Regions from separate parts of the Mus musculus genome. Here regions 1 and 2 are each linked to region 3. The links are chromatin contacts, called in public promoter capture Hi-C maps. All regions are on one chromosome and are shown on one strand. Each heading gives the region's core, a stretch centred on a gene start, on an enhancer-like site or on the middle of the called end of the contact. The rest is flanking DNA. Distances are from core to core; before and after follow the strand shown. Region 1 holds the start of Ttc21b (tetratricopeptide repeat domain 21B). Region 2 holds the start of Scn9a (sodium channel, voltage-gated, type IX, alpha). Region 3 holds the start of Scn1a (sodium channel, voltage-gated, type I, alpha).

Evidence for each region. Capture Hi-C pulls out chosen DNA fragments and counts their contacts.
Region 1: a promoter capture Hi-C map of pancreatic islet shows a contact between it and region 3. The contact joins the promoter of Ttc21b here to the promoter of Scn1a in region 3. A contact is called at or near these places in 7 of 39 promoter capture datasets (the 3T3-L1 cell line, cranial neural crest, liver and 3 more), 1 of 484 Hi-C or Micro-C datasets (cerebral cortex), 3 of 115 datasets of contacts at active chromatin or transcription factors (embryonic stem cells and stem cell-derived neural progenitor cells) and 3 of 9 other capture datasets (adipose tissue, liver and pancreatic islet).
Region 2: a contact with region 3 is called in a promoter capture Hi-C map of pancreatic islet. The contact joins the promoter of Scn9a here to the promoter of Scn1a in region 3. A contact is called at or near these places in 3 of 39 promoter capture datasets (the 3T3-L1 cell line, embryonic stem cells and stem cell-derived epiblast-like cells) and 1 of 9 other capture datasets (pancreatic islet).

What each region holds. Positions count from the first base shown.
Region 1 is chr2:66,253,686-66,257,965 of GRCm38.p6, forward strand. It overlaps Ttc21b (tetratricopeptide repeat domain 21B), which reads right to left and starts at 2,932. Exons shown (of 29, transcript NM_001047604.2): 1 at 2,829-2,932. The coding sequence starts at 2,849.
Region 2 is chr2:66,633,209-66,637,320 of GRCm38.p6, forward strand. Scn9a (sodium channel, voltage-gated, type IX, alpha) reads right to left here and starts at 1,754. Exons shown (of 27, transcript NM_001290674.1): 1 at 1,248-1,754. Gm35265 (a long non-coding RNA gene) reads left to right here and starts at 556. Exons shown (of 7, transcript XR_374598.4): 1 at 556-1,273.
Region 3 is chr2:66,438,960-66,443,240 of GRCm38.p6, forward strand. Scn1a (sodium channel, voltage-gated, type I, alpha) reads right to left here and starts at 1,878. Exons shown (of 27, transcript NM_018733.2): 1 at 1,741-1,878. It overlaps Gm13629 (predicted gene 13629), which reads left to right and starts at 1,921. Exons shown (of 4, transcript NR_033495.1): 1 at 1,921-2,275.

The DNA.
Region 1 (4,280 bases), core at 1,682-4,181, 180 kb before region 3:
TACTCAAAAAGGGAAGGCCCAACTCTCGACATCACTGTAACTGCCGGGCTCCCTTACTTCATAGACAGAGATGCCCTTGTCTGACTGTGTCAGGACCACATGAGTAAGAAACAGAAGGACATAGGTGCATGCAGACAGCTCTTTTACAGTCTGGATTCTGTAGGGATACCCCTCACCTTTACTAGATCACAGTCATGCAACGTTCTCTGAACTTCTGCTCTGCTCCCTCTTGTGGCTTCTGCTTCACACCCCTTCTCCACCTCATTTCTGGAGAGAGTGGCCCATATTCCATATCCTAGACAACCGCAACCTACCTCAGCAAATCACAGTTGGTTTTCCCCCAACTTCCGCAATCTCCAGGATCAAAATGAACTAACGTTATTTATTTATTATCTATTTATTTAGGCCACAATACTATCCTCCTTGACTTCTGTACTGTGTGAAAAATGATTCACAGACTACAGCTCTGAAAGGCAGACATGGATTTAAAGGTGCAAAGACATGGCCTCAAGTCTTCACCTGTGTGACACCTTTGCTCATAGAGAAGCGACAGTTATTAAAGCAGACCTAGCAGTGGTTGTGAGGACTAATTGATAATGCTGTGAAGGTCCTTGTCTGAAAACCTAGGAGTAAGTTACGCCAAAACTCTGCGGCCTGTCCAACACCTCTCTCCTCAGCTCCGTACCTGTACTTTGCCACCTGCTGTTTAAACCATCAAACCAACCGTGATGCTCCCCACCCCCTTCTCATTTACCCAGTCCTGCCAATCAAAGCCGTCTTTAAGTGCATCCCTTTCCATGGATTTCATATTGCTCCCCACACCTGTTGGTATGCTTGTGGTTCGAGATAGACGATTTAGTCCAACAATCTTCCTTTTGATTTCTGAGGTGGGATCTCCTAATGTAGCTCAGGCTGGCTCAAACCTGCTCTCCTCCTGACTCTTTCGCCAGAGTGCCAGGAGTAGGCTTGTATCCCCATGCTCAGCGGTCTAGCAAACACTTTTGGACTGTCTACTTTCTAGTATTAGGTACTGTGTAAGATACTGAGAAGAGAGTATAACCTATCCTGTTCTACACTGTACTCTGAATCTATCAATAAGATGCTGAGAAAAGTTAACAAGAGTGTTTACTGCCATGGAAAAATCTTGAACATTCAGGTAAACTGTAATCTGAACACCCGCTGGGACACAATGCTATAATGAATGTGGGGTGGGCACTACTTCGCTTTGGGGAATACAGAATACTGTACTCAGCTTGGTAACTGTGGGTGACCAGGGAACCCACTCCTGCAGAGGATGCTAGAGCCGATTCTTCAATTATAAACACATTACTCCATCTCCTCCACATATAACACCGTATTTCTCTTGGAATATTTCTGAGAAAGGCCCAGGGCTGTAAAACGCAGAGGAAGAGCAATATGGAGATAAGAGTGTGGTACCTGGGTTGGGTGTGGTGATGGGCGGGGCTAAAAGCCAGCCCTTATTCTACAATAGGGTAGGAAACCAGAGTGATAGGTCCAAAGGGAAGGTAGGTCCAAGATATGTCTGGCTTTCTTCCCACTTGGTTTTGTATGGGTAGTGAGCTAAAAATAGTTGGAGAAGAAGGGCCAGGGAAAACCTTTCATAGACAAACGTTAGAGCTCATGAAGATGTACTGGCATATGAGGATGCTCCTTCATTTAGGTACATCCACAGCTGCTTACCAACGTCACTGCAGATGGACAGAGATACTAAAGTAGGTACCATCTGGCATTTTGTAGACGGTGCTTGCCACTCCTTGTTCAAGAACCTTGTTCTAGATAGAATATTGCACTGATCAAACTGGAAAGGGAAGAAGCCAAGGTCAGCAGCCTCAGTTTTAGGACACGACTCGCTCCTGTGCTAAGTGATGAGAAGTTTAATAATGGTTTTATCACTAAAGTGGTTTTAGTGCAGAACTCATTTGGATAAAATGAGGGATAAAACATGTAAAAGAGTTGGAGGAAAAACTTGAAAAGGTAATGTAGAAATTCATTAAAAAAAAAAAAAAAAAGCCAAACCTTTCGGTCTTCCCTAACTGTCAGCACCCACTGTCCTCTGAATATAATCAGTAGTTCTCATGACATTCATGTGTTTAATAGCTTGTGGGGTCAGCCCTCATAAATCAAGTGAAAGTTGCAAGACTAAGCACCTTTACTGCAGTATTGCAAGTACTTAGAAAATAGTGCAAAACACACAGAAGGCAGTCAACCAATGCTTGCTAAATGTACTAAGAACTTTTTCCAGTGTTGGATTTTTGAATGAGTAAATCTCATGTCCAGGAGTCTGTTCAGCTAGCTCCAACTTCCGGGAGTCACCCAAGAAAAAGCGCTCCACAAATACTGAACAGGTCCCAAAGTGGACAGAGGGGAGGGGAGGGGATGCGAGGGGAGGGGAGGGGAATGATCGCGAAAGGCTTCCAAACCTTGTCCTTGTTTTTCACCATTTCTGAAATATATGCTGAGTGCAACTATGGGAAGACCATTTTCATAATCTATAATACTCCTCCTTTTAAAGGACTTTCGTTAACCGCTTGCAAAGGTGAGTGCCGGGTAGAGGACATTAGCTCGCTAAGTCCCTAGAAATCACACTTGGAGACTAAGCAGGCTTTCCCAGGAGAAGTCCAAAGCCAACATAAGCAGGAGGCTGGGGGCTGGCCGTTAACCGCAAGGCAGTGGTTGAGCCCTCGGGATCATCCCGGCGGGGGGCGCAGCATCTCCGCCAAGGCCGCAGGCTCTCACCATCAGCTGCCCGAGCCACCCTGTACCTCGCAGTCCACTCGCCCTGCCCACGCCCCGCGCCGCCCGCTCACCTTCAGCCCCTGGGAGTCCATGGCCGCCGGCTACCCGGAGGGTGCCCACCGCTGCCCGCCGCAGGGTTAGGGGTTCAGACCCACTTCCCGGGCCCTCAAACCCTAAGGGACGCGGCGTGCAGCACGAGGGGCGTGGCCCGATCTCCATTGGTTGTCGGCGTGAGGGGGCGGAGCTTAGTTGTAGGACTAGGAAGGAGGGGGCCACCGGAGCAGGCGAGGAGGGAACCCCGAGGGAGGACCGCGAGGGCGACTGGGGCTGGAATCCGCTGAGCATTGAGTGCTGCCGAGTTGTGGGGCTAGAGGAGGGAGGTCCAGCCTGGAAACGGCGCGAGGAGGAGGGATTGGGTGGAGCAAGAGATATGAGATTAAAGAATAAAGATGATGAAGCAGCAAATAGGAGGGAGAGCCATGCCGCTTTTCATCCCTGCAAACAAAGGCCGACTCCATTTTCTCAGCATTTTTTGTGGAAGCCGATTTGCGCAATGCGGCTTAGTACTTGACCAGGGAAAATGATTTACCTGACACGTGTAGTAATCGTGTCTGGGCCACAAGGTGGCGCAGAAAAATCACAGTTCGGCAAAAACCTTGAAGCCTGGCTTGGGCTTGTTCTAAATCTTTTCAGGCGCTGCTGTAATTTTGCTATTCGAGTGCTTATTAAACTGCTCCGCCAGATTTCCACCCCCAAAGTCTTATTTAAAAATATGTGGTTACCTCTTTTAGATTTCTATTTCTTAAGTGTTTGCTGTAGTTTGGATCTAAACTGTCCCTCAAAGACACACGTGCTGAATGTTCCCCAGCCCGTGTGCTGTTGGGAGTGGTGGAACCTTTGATAGATGAGGCCAAATGAAAGGACTTTAGAAGATTCTCACGTGACCTTGAAGAAGACATTGGGACCATGGACTTGCTGTTTGCTTTTCTTTTTGCTTTTCTGTTTGCTTCCTGGCAGCCTTCCTTAGAAGATCTTCACCAGTGTATTTATCATGAGATCCAGCAAGCTGACTGAGAGGGGCATCTAGACACACTAATTTGTTTCTGCTTGTATTCTTTAAAGGACTGCAGGCAGCTGTGGCCGTTATACTGATGTTTTAGTGGGCCTCCTGCCTGCTCTTAGGACTCTTCCTTCAATCGGGTTGCTTTCTCCATCCTCCGTATGAGATCTTTTACCTTGTCTTACTGTATTTTGGTCCTGTTTGGCTGTCATCTCTTAGAAGCCTACTTCTTTCTGAAGAGGAGAGGGAGGGGGAATGGATCTAAAGGAATGGAGAAGCGGATGTGGTGAAAAGCTAGGAAGAGTGGGGTGGGGGAACTGTGGTTGGGATGAGAGAAGAATCCATTTCAATTAAAAAAAAACAGGCAGAATGATGTAGACAGTTCTAGAATTCTATCTTATCAAGAAGAGAGGTACTTAAGGTCATGACAAAGCAGTGGGGATGCTAATTATTCCAATGTGAC
Region 2 (4,112 bases), core at 504-3,003, 190 kb after region 3:
ATGATACATAGAAATCTGATAGAAGTAGCTTTTAAATGAAAGAAATTCCATTTATCTTAAATTGTAAGAATTAAAACTCCAACTTAAATACGTGAAAATGGCAAAAACAGAAAGAAAGGATGTCTCTTTCACCTGTGTACAGGGAACGGAGCTAGGAAAAAAAAAAAAAAATGTTTCTAGGCAGAAATGACTCTGCCCCCAACAGCGACTCACAGTCGGCAACCAAAAATCCCATCATTTGTGTAAAAGCATATATTAATTTGGTCTTTATCTTTTATAAGTTTTCTTTGAGGGAAAAAAAATGCCCCAAATTTGGTTCTGGCAAAATTGCTGTTGGATTAAAGTAATTTACTGTTGACTCTAAAACTTAAAAAAAGAAAAAGAAAAAGAAAAGAAAGCCTTGTAAAACTTTTTGCTATGATTTAAAAAACTGGCTTTAGTTTATTTGGTTGGTTGGTTGATTGATTAATCTTGTTTGGAACACACACACACACACACACACATACATACACACACACACACATGCAAAGAAAAAAAATTCACCCTTCGAGAGTTCATGATATTCAGTTGTACTATATACCAAATTAAAATGAACTAAAACTTTTAATTTTCATTATAAAGTGCTCATTGACCTGAAAAACAAACAAACAAACAAACAAACAAACTGTTAAGAAACGGGCTGGTTCTTTATTTGCCTGTTAATGCTTCTCTGGGGTGTGTAGATTTTCTGATCTTTCCTAGGTAAGTCAGCAATGCTGTGTCTGCGTGTTTATCTTTGCAGACACTCGCTCTAAAGCACATGCCTTTTTATTAGCTAGTCAAGAAGCATAAGCTGGCCCTGGTCCTGAGACCCATGTAACAACTCCACTGGAGTAGACGGAAAAGAAATAACAGACTGTTAAGCATCTCTACCTTTGTGTATATTGTTGAACCCGTAGGAGCCGCAAGAGTGTGATTTTTTGGGGGGGGGGGGGTTGGGAGCGTAGCTTTCCGGTTGAAATAGTTGGATTTCATTCTCTGCTGACCCCACCTTCCCCGCCCCCAATCCCCACCTCTTTCAGCCCCTTTAAATTCCTGGTGGTGCAATCCTTGGTGGCTAAATTCGAGTTTGTGAAAAACGGACACAGGTGGGTGTGGCAGTTGAAGGGAGCAAAGGGACCTTAGGTCCTCTTTCTTCCACACTCGCGGGAGTAGCAAGAGGTTGGGAAAAAAAAAAAAAAAAAAAAAAAAAAAAGACTTTCACTGACCTGGCCCCACGGATCATGCCCACCCGGTGAGTGCACCTGCGGATTCTGATCCAAGGGAAGTCTTCCTCTCTTCCCAGGCTTCTTTCTTCCCTCTGCTTCTTTCTTTGAAATCCTGTTGCTCACAGTGCCTGCTACTAGGAGTCCGGGATACCCAGGCTAGACCAGACCAGCCTGCACAGTGGGCAGGATTGAAAAGGCTAGAGTCGCAATTGGAGCGCAGGCTAGGCCTGCACGGAGTCTGTCTGTTTCTAGTCTGCTCAGGATGAAGCGACCCCGCCCTCGGCTGCCAACCGCGTCGCTAGGCCTCCTCGATGCTCCCTGAGCTCTCGGGTCCCCACCCCTAGCTCCCTCCTCCCAGCCCGGTAGACGGTGCAGGGCGGAGACCTGGCGATTGGGCGTGGTGATGCTAGGGATGCGGCAGCCTCTATACTCCGTGCTAGAAGAAGGGACAGGAGGTGGGTCGCACAGCCTCTCACCCGCGGCCACCTCTCTGGGTGGGGTGTGTGCGAGTGTGCGCCAGTGTGGCGGGCAGCTAAAAAGGCCCTTCCATCACCTCGCCCCACCTCCCTCTAGCTCCTTCCTTCCCTCCAGTTCAGTGCTAATGTTTCCGAGAAGCCACTTTATGTGGCTTGAAGGCTGAGTCGGAGAAAAACTGCAAGGCAGAGAAGAATGACAAAGGGTTGGAGCTTGGGGAGAATGTACAAAGCATTGTCCTCCAGGTGCCTCCCTGCCTGCAGAACACTGTTCCCTCCTTTGGGGTTTGCCCTTGGTAGAGCTGGGTAGTGAATGCTCAGAACCGATTTTTAGGCTGTGTCCTTTTCCTGTTTTGTTTGTTTGTTTGTTGTTTTTGTTTTTATAAGTGAGTGTGCAGTCTTCTAGATAGGCAAAGAATGCATATTTCTTTTTGAAGTTTGACTAGGCTGTAGAGGCTGGTCTAGGTGGGGAGGAAGACTTGGTTTAGATTTTCCTAGACTTAGGACCGCTCACCAGGATATGCAATCAACCCCAGGGATGGTGAATTTCAGAGATTAGTTCAGGGACTGTGGAAAGAAATTGTTCTTGGTGTGTGTGTGTGTGTGTGTGTGTGTGTGTGTGTGTGTGTGTGTGTGTGTGTGTTGTGTTGTGCAGAAACTTGGCAGGGGAAGCAATGGCAGAAACACAACAACAATCTGCGGAAAGAAGACATTGGAGGATGGCAGATTCTGAGACTTGGTGGATGGACTTCATGACCCAGCTTTCAGAAAGTTCAGGGCAGGTCAGATCAGCTTGATGGGCAAGGCTTTTTCTGCAATACTGTGCCAATCGCTCCACCCCCACCCCCACCCCGGGGAAGTGAAGCTTAAGTTCAATATCCACAGTTTGAAGCACCACATCTATATGGCCTGCTGTGCTGGAGGAAAGAGGGACTTTAATACTACACCCTTGAAAGGCAAAAATGTGCTACAAAGTGTGTACAAACACTTTAATTTTGGGGGCTGGAGAGATAGCTCAGTGGTTAAGAGCAGTGACTGCTCTTCCAGAGGTCCTGAGTTCAATTCCCAGAAACCACATGGTGGCTCACAACCATCTCTAATGGGATCTGATGCCCTCTTCTGGTGTGTGTCTGAAGAAAGCTACAGTGTACTCAGACACATAAAATAAATAATAATAATAAAAAACTTTAATTTTGGAGATAGCTCTCTGGAAAAATCATTTGACAGTAATTCTTAGAACTGTGTGCTAGAAAAGTAGTCACCTTTTACCTGGATGATTTCAGATGTAGGAAGAGTTCAATAAAAAACATAATGTACCATTTTTTTTAAACAATTCTAACTGTAGAGCAATTTTAGGTTCTCAGCATCACTGAGAGGACACATAGTTTCTTGTTCCCAGGTATGCAAAGAATCCTTTTATTACCAACATCTTTAATTCCATAGTCTGGATCTACCATAGCTGATTATTTCATTTCTTCATTACTTTCCAGTATTGGGGAATTTGAGTAAAGCATCTATAAATGTGTGTGTGTGTGTATGTTTGTAGACATAACATTTCAATTCCTTTCAGTAAATACCAAGAATACTACCATTAAATTGTATCATAAGAGAGATTAAATATGCAAGAAAATGGCAAACTATTCCAATGAGTCCATGTCTTTTTTTTTTTTTTTTTTTTCCCCTCACCAGGCATGGCTGAGAGTTCCTGCCAACATCTCTGCTGGTGTTGTATGTGTCAGTGTTTCAGATTTCAGCAGTTAGAAGAGATGTGAGGTTGTATCTCAGTTATGCTGTTGACAACAGTGGTATGATCTGCATCTCCACAACCATGGTGCAGTGTGGTGTCAGCAAAGTTCTCTGACATGTTCTTAAATCAGGTTAATGTGTTCTTGTATTCTAAGAGTTCTTGGTACATTGCAGCTAATGTTCCCTTATGTGTTTTGGAACTATTTCATTCAGGTTGTGGGTTTGTCTAATCATATTTTCTAACAAACACTGGCTTTTTCATAGTAGAAAAGCTTATTATAAACAAGGTATAAATTATCAATTCATTCTTTCATGTATTTATGCCTTTTCCTTACAACTAAAGTATGACCATGTCAACTGGATTGCCTATTTCTTTCTCACTTTTCTGTTTAAAGCATCCATTAACAGCACACTCTTCCCAGGGCACATCAGCTCTCTAAGAGTTTGCTAAAGACAAAATATTCTTTTGTTTGTCTAAGGAATTTGATGAAATATTTTTGATGATTTTTCATAAAGGCATGGTGAACATAATTCATTATTTTTTCTTAATTCTTTTCATTTTTCAACTCTTTATTTAATTTACCATTTTCTGTTTCTCAACTATCCTGTAATATGTTACTATTAACCTATATTATGTGATTCTTAC
Region 3 (4,281 bases), core at 628-3,127:
CTGAGAAACACTGCCTAACATTTGATGGGGAAATGGCAAATGCTGGTCTAAGAGTAAACTTGAATCTCACCCTTCATGTAATCTCACTTTAAGAGTGATTAATGTTAATTCACACAAAGGACTATAATCATATAAGTGGTAATTTAGACATAATTCAAATTTCAAAAAGTCTAAAAAGGAAGAAATCTGTAGGTTTTTGATAGCCTATAGAGACAACATTAAGGAATAATCATATGTTATTTGAGGAGAAGAGTGATACCCTAAATATAATAAGTATTATATAAAAATATTATATATAAAATACCCTAAATTGGAAGACATCCAAACAAATAATATAAATATTATTCTGTATGCATTCTTTATTTTTAACATTTTATTTCTGCTAGACTGAGTGACCTTGATCTATTGGGCCTGCCGAGCTGTATCTACGGGGATCGTTGCTATTGACATCAGTAATATAAAATCAGGCCTTTAGGGAGCCGTAACTGTCTCTTCAAATGATTTGGGAAAATGTGTACATCTTCAATCAATTAAATACAGGACAAATTTAGTCAATCACAAATGATCAACACGCCCCTGTTCATTGTGCTTAGCAGTATGAAAATGGCACCCAGGCAAATTGATTTCGGTAACACTCCTTTTCATTCTTTTAATTCAATAGTGAGAAGAATATAAGGCAGTTTTCAATGTTCTATCCACAGTAATCCTGTAGTTAGTCTGCCTTACTGCTTACACCAGAGCTCATTTGAAGACACCCAAGCAAATGACAGGAAACTTTTAACTCTGGTCAAGTCCCAATCACAGACCCTTGCTTGCCAAGGACACAAAGGAAGCCAAACTTTCAAACATGCTGCATTGATCTCCAACTTTTTAAATCCCTCTGTCATTTTAAATGAGGTGCACTCGGTTGTGTCATCATCTCGGTTTTAATTGTGTGAAAATTTCCTGCCAATCTCACACCGCTGCGGCAACCTCACCTTGCTACTTGCCCTGCAAGTTCTGCAGTGTGCCGTTCTGAGTATGCCGTTTTAACTAGTTCTTGCAGCAGGACACAAAGCGAGATAGTCTGATAGAACCAGTTCTCCTCTGGTTTTACCTTTACTCTTAGATGAGTTAAGGGTCACATCAAACCAGGGCTCAGCCCGCCAGATCTCCTAAGCACAGCCCCTCCTGACCCAATGCAGTTAACCCAACCTCATTCAGCGCTAGTATCAAATGACACTGGAGCTGCTGCAGTATGCATCCCGAGACTAAGTAGGCAGGATTTATTATCAGCAGAAGTCCCCTAACTACCAGGTTATTCAAGCTCCGTTCTTGTCACAAACAGGCGCGGCGGAAGACACAGTGCAGCAGACTCAGAGCTCATTTACAAGACAAGCGAATTCTCAGTTAGAGACAAGGGCAGCGCGGCAGCGAACTGCAGTAAATCTTTTCACGCTCACAGCAACATCTAACAATGCTCTCCTGCAACGCCTCAGATCAAACGAATCCTACTTGGTTTAAACATCAAATCAACACCATAAAAAAGGCTTCATTAGCAAAGTTCAATTTAGGATGTTTTTAATCGTGTCTTAATTCTAGAACCAGTGCGAGACTTTCCATGCTTATTCAAGCATGCTGACAGAATTGGAACCTCTTAGAATTGCCTACCTGCACCTATCAGCCTGGCTGACAGGAGCCCGCCAAAGGATTAAAAAAAAACAAAACCCAAAACATAAAATCATGCAAAAAAATATTTACCCCCGAAAGATGTATGTAGTTAAAGCTCAGCTTCCTGCAGCCTCGATAGCCCCTGAAGTGTTAATCTGAAGAAACAGTTCCATGAGTTTCCACAGGCCGGTAGTGAGTCTCCTACACTTGACCTAGACAGACTTACATAATGAAGCATCAGTGCTGGGGAGCTTGCACGATGTCATCACCAGCAAGAGTAAGAAGTATTGGCAGCAGCAAGCAGGCGGGCAGGCTGAGATCTTGCATGGAAATCATGAACCAGGTCTTGCTTTTCGTTTTTGAAACGTTTTGGAAGGAGAGTTATGAATAGCCCAGAAATAGGTCTCATTTTGTGGGTAGGAAGAATGACCAGAAGCATGAAAGCTAAATCTCCTGGCAAGTGCAGGGGACCTCTCTTGGAGTGTGCAGTAAACCCGAGGGGACGACTTCTCCTGCTGTCAACTCCTGAACCATCACATCTGGAGTGAAGGAAGGGGCTGGTGAAGCCTTGTAATAAATGCAAAGGATGCTGCTGAGAGCTTTGGTCTGCCTTTAACTCATTGTGGTGAGTAGAGGGGATGTGGCAGTATGCAATGAGAGTTGGTTGTGTAGGTTGCTTTGCAGAGTAATAACCAAAAAAAAAAAAATCTGTGAAGTGCTCAATACTTTAGACACATTTTAATAAACAAGATGATAGTAAAATTACTCTTCTCCATCAAATTGAGACTGTGCTGGGTTAAACTGTTTTAATGCATTTTAACTCCTGATGTTCATCCAAGTAATAAGAGCAGGTACACATCTTTGTGGTTTGCAGATAAATATCAGATGTGATAATTGTACTGTCTGTACTGAGAAAAGAGGTTCTGAGCTTTCTCCTTAGATTTTGCATATAGTGAACCATTCTTTTAGACTTTCAAAACAATCTCTATAGAAATTGTTTTATTCTATTTTATTTTATTTTGTTTTATTTTATTTTATTTTAAAAAGATGGTCATTCTTAGATTCACTTCTTGATACCAAGGGGAATATTTTAAGCAGCAGATTAAAAAATATTAAACTGCCTAATTAACAATCAATTATCTCAAGTGTATGTAACATGAGCTACAGTCTTAAAACCTACAAACAGTACATCCAGTCTCCTACCATGATTCTGAGTGTGATGATTTCATATGAGCACAAGATGACATCATACTATTTAGTTATATGTAAAATCATGGTCTTACATGGGTTGTGGACAAAACCATCTAGTTTTGGAGGTGACAGAAATAGAGAGGACGCCATGCACTACTTAAAAATAATCGCAGCCTTCTTTTCTTAGCTAGGGAGTTTGCTGCTATGAGCCACATTAAGACCAGGGTGAGGAGATGAGACGATACAGGGGCATGAAAGAACACGGTGATCTACTTTCTCCTGTTAATTAACGAGTAAGGAAATAGACATTAAAAGAAGTTAAATGTGTCTGAGCCAACGTAGGTGAGGTTTCCCCCAAATTCACCTGGTAGTTTTGCTACTGCAGTATAGTAAATACTTGTTTTCATTTGTTTTTTTTTTTTTGTTTTTTTTGTTTTTTTGTTTTTTTGTCTTTTTGTTTTTTTTTTTTTTTTGTTTTTTTTTTTTACTAGACCATCGGCTGGATTTACAGTCATTTTTTTTTTCTCCAGACAGATTATAATGTCACTAAACATTTGCTTTTTTTTTTTTTCAGTAGTATAATTTTGGAAAAAAACCAAGTTCTGTAGTAAATAGAATGAGAAATCTCCTCCCTCTCCATCCTCCCCAGAACTGTAAAGAACATATTGGGGTAGAGTTGAGTTACATTTTCAAAGCCTTCAGTTATATTTTGAATATTGAGTGATAGAAATGGTGCTGATGTGAATTATGCAATAGGCTTCTCCCTGTTTTGAAGCATTAATGACCTGGGAATCAACCACACAGGGGGCAAGGATCTGGAATATGCATATCATTTTTAAAAAGTTCTGTCTTACATTTTTTTTTTTTTTTGAAAAACGACGAGTCTCTTGCAGTCTGAAACTGATTTTCACACTCTTGTGTCTCTGCTGTTAGGACAGTACTTACTGAACATCATTGAATATTTGCTGAGTGAATGAATAGTGGAATGAACAGGGTTCACAATGTATTCATGTGTGGGGAGCTGCACCTACTATGGTTTAGTTGAGTTCTTTGGAGAGTGACTTAAATTGTCTACAAAATTATTTATTAACATGTTAATTTAGTAATTTTCTATGCAAATGGATGCTTCTGAAATACTTGTTCACAAACCATTTTTATAATGTTTAATGTAAAGATTCTCCTATTGGATCAAGGCAGTACGAGTTTGGCCACATCAGATATAATATGGTATTCACCAGCTTAATGAAGGGAATATGGAATTTCCACAGTGATGTAGTCATCTGGAGGTAGGACTTCAGAGCCAGTCCAGCAAATGCCTAGTGGTTTGAGCTCAGTTTTCTTCCTCTTGACCATTTTCAGCCTATGACTTTCATCCTCTTGTCTGTTCTGGTTTGGTTTTAATGATGCTTAGTGCCAAACTCAGCTGCACACATATTCAGC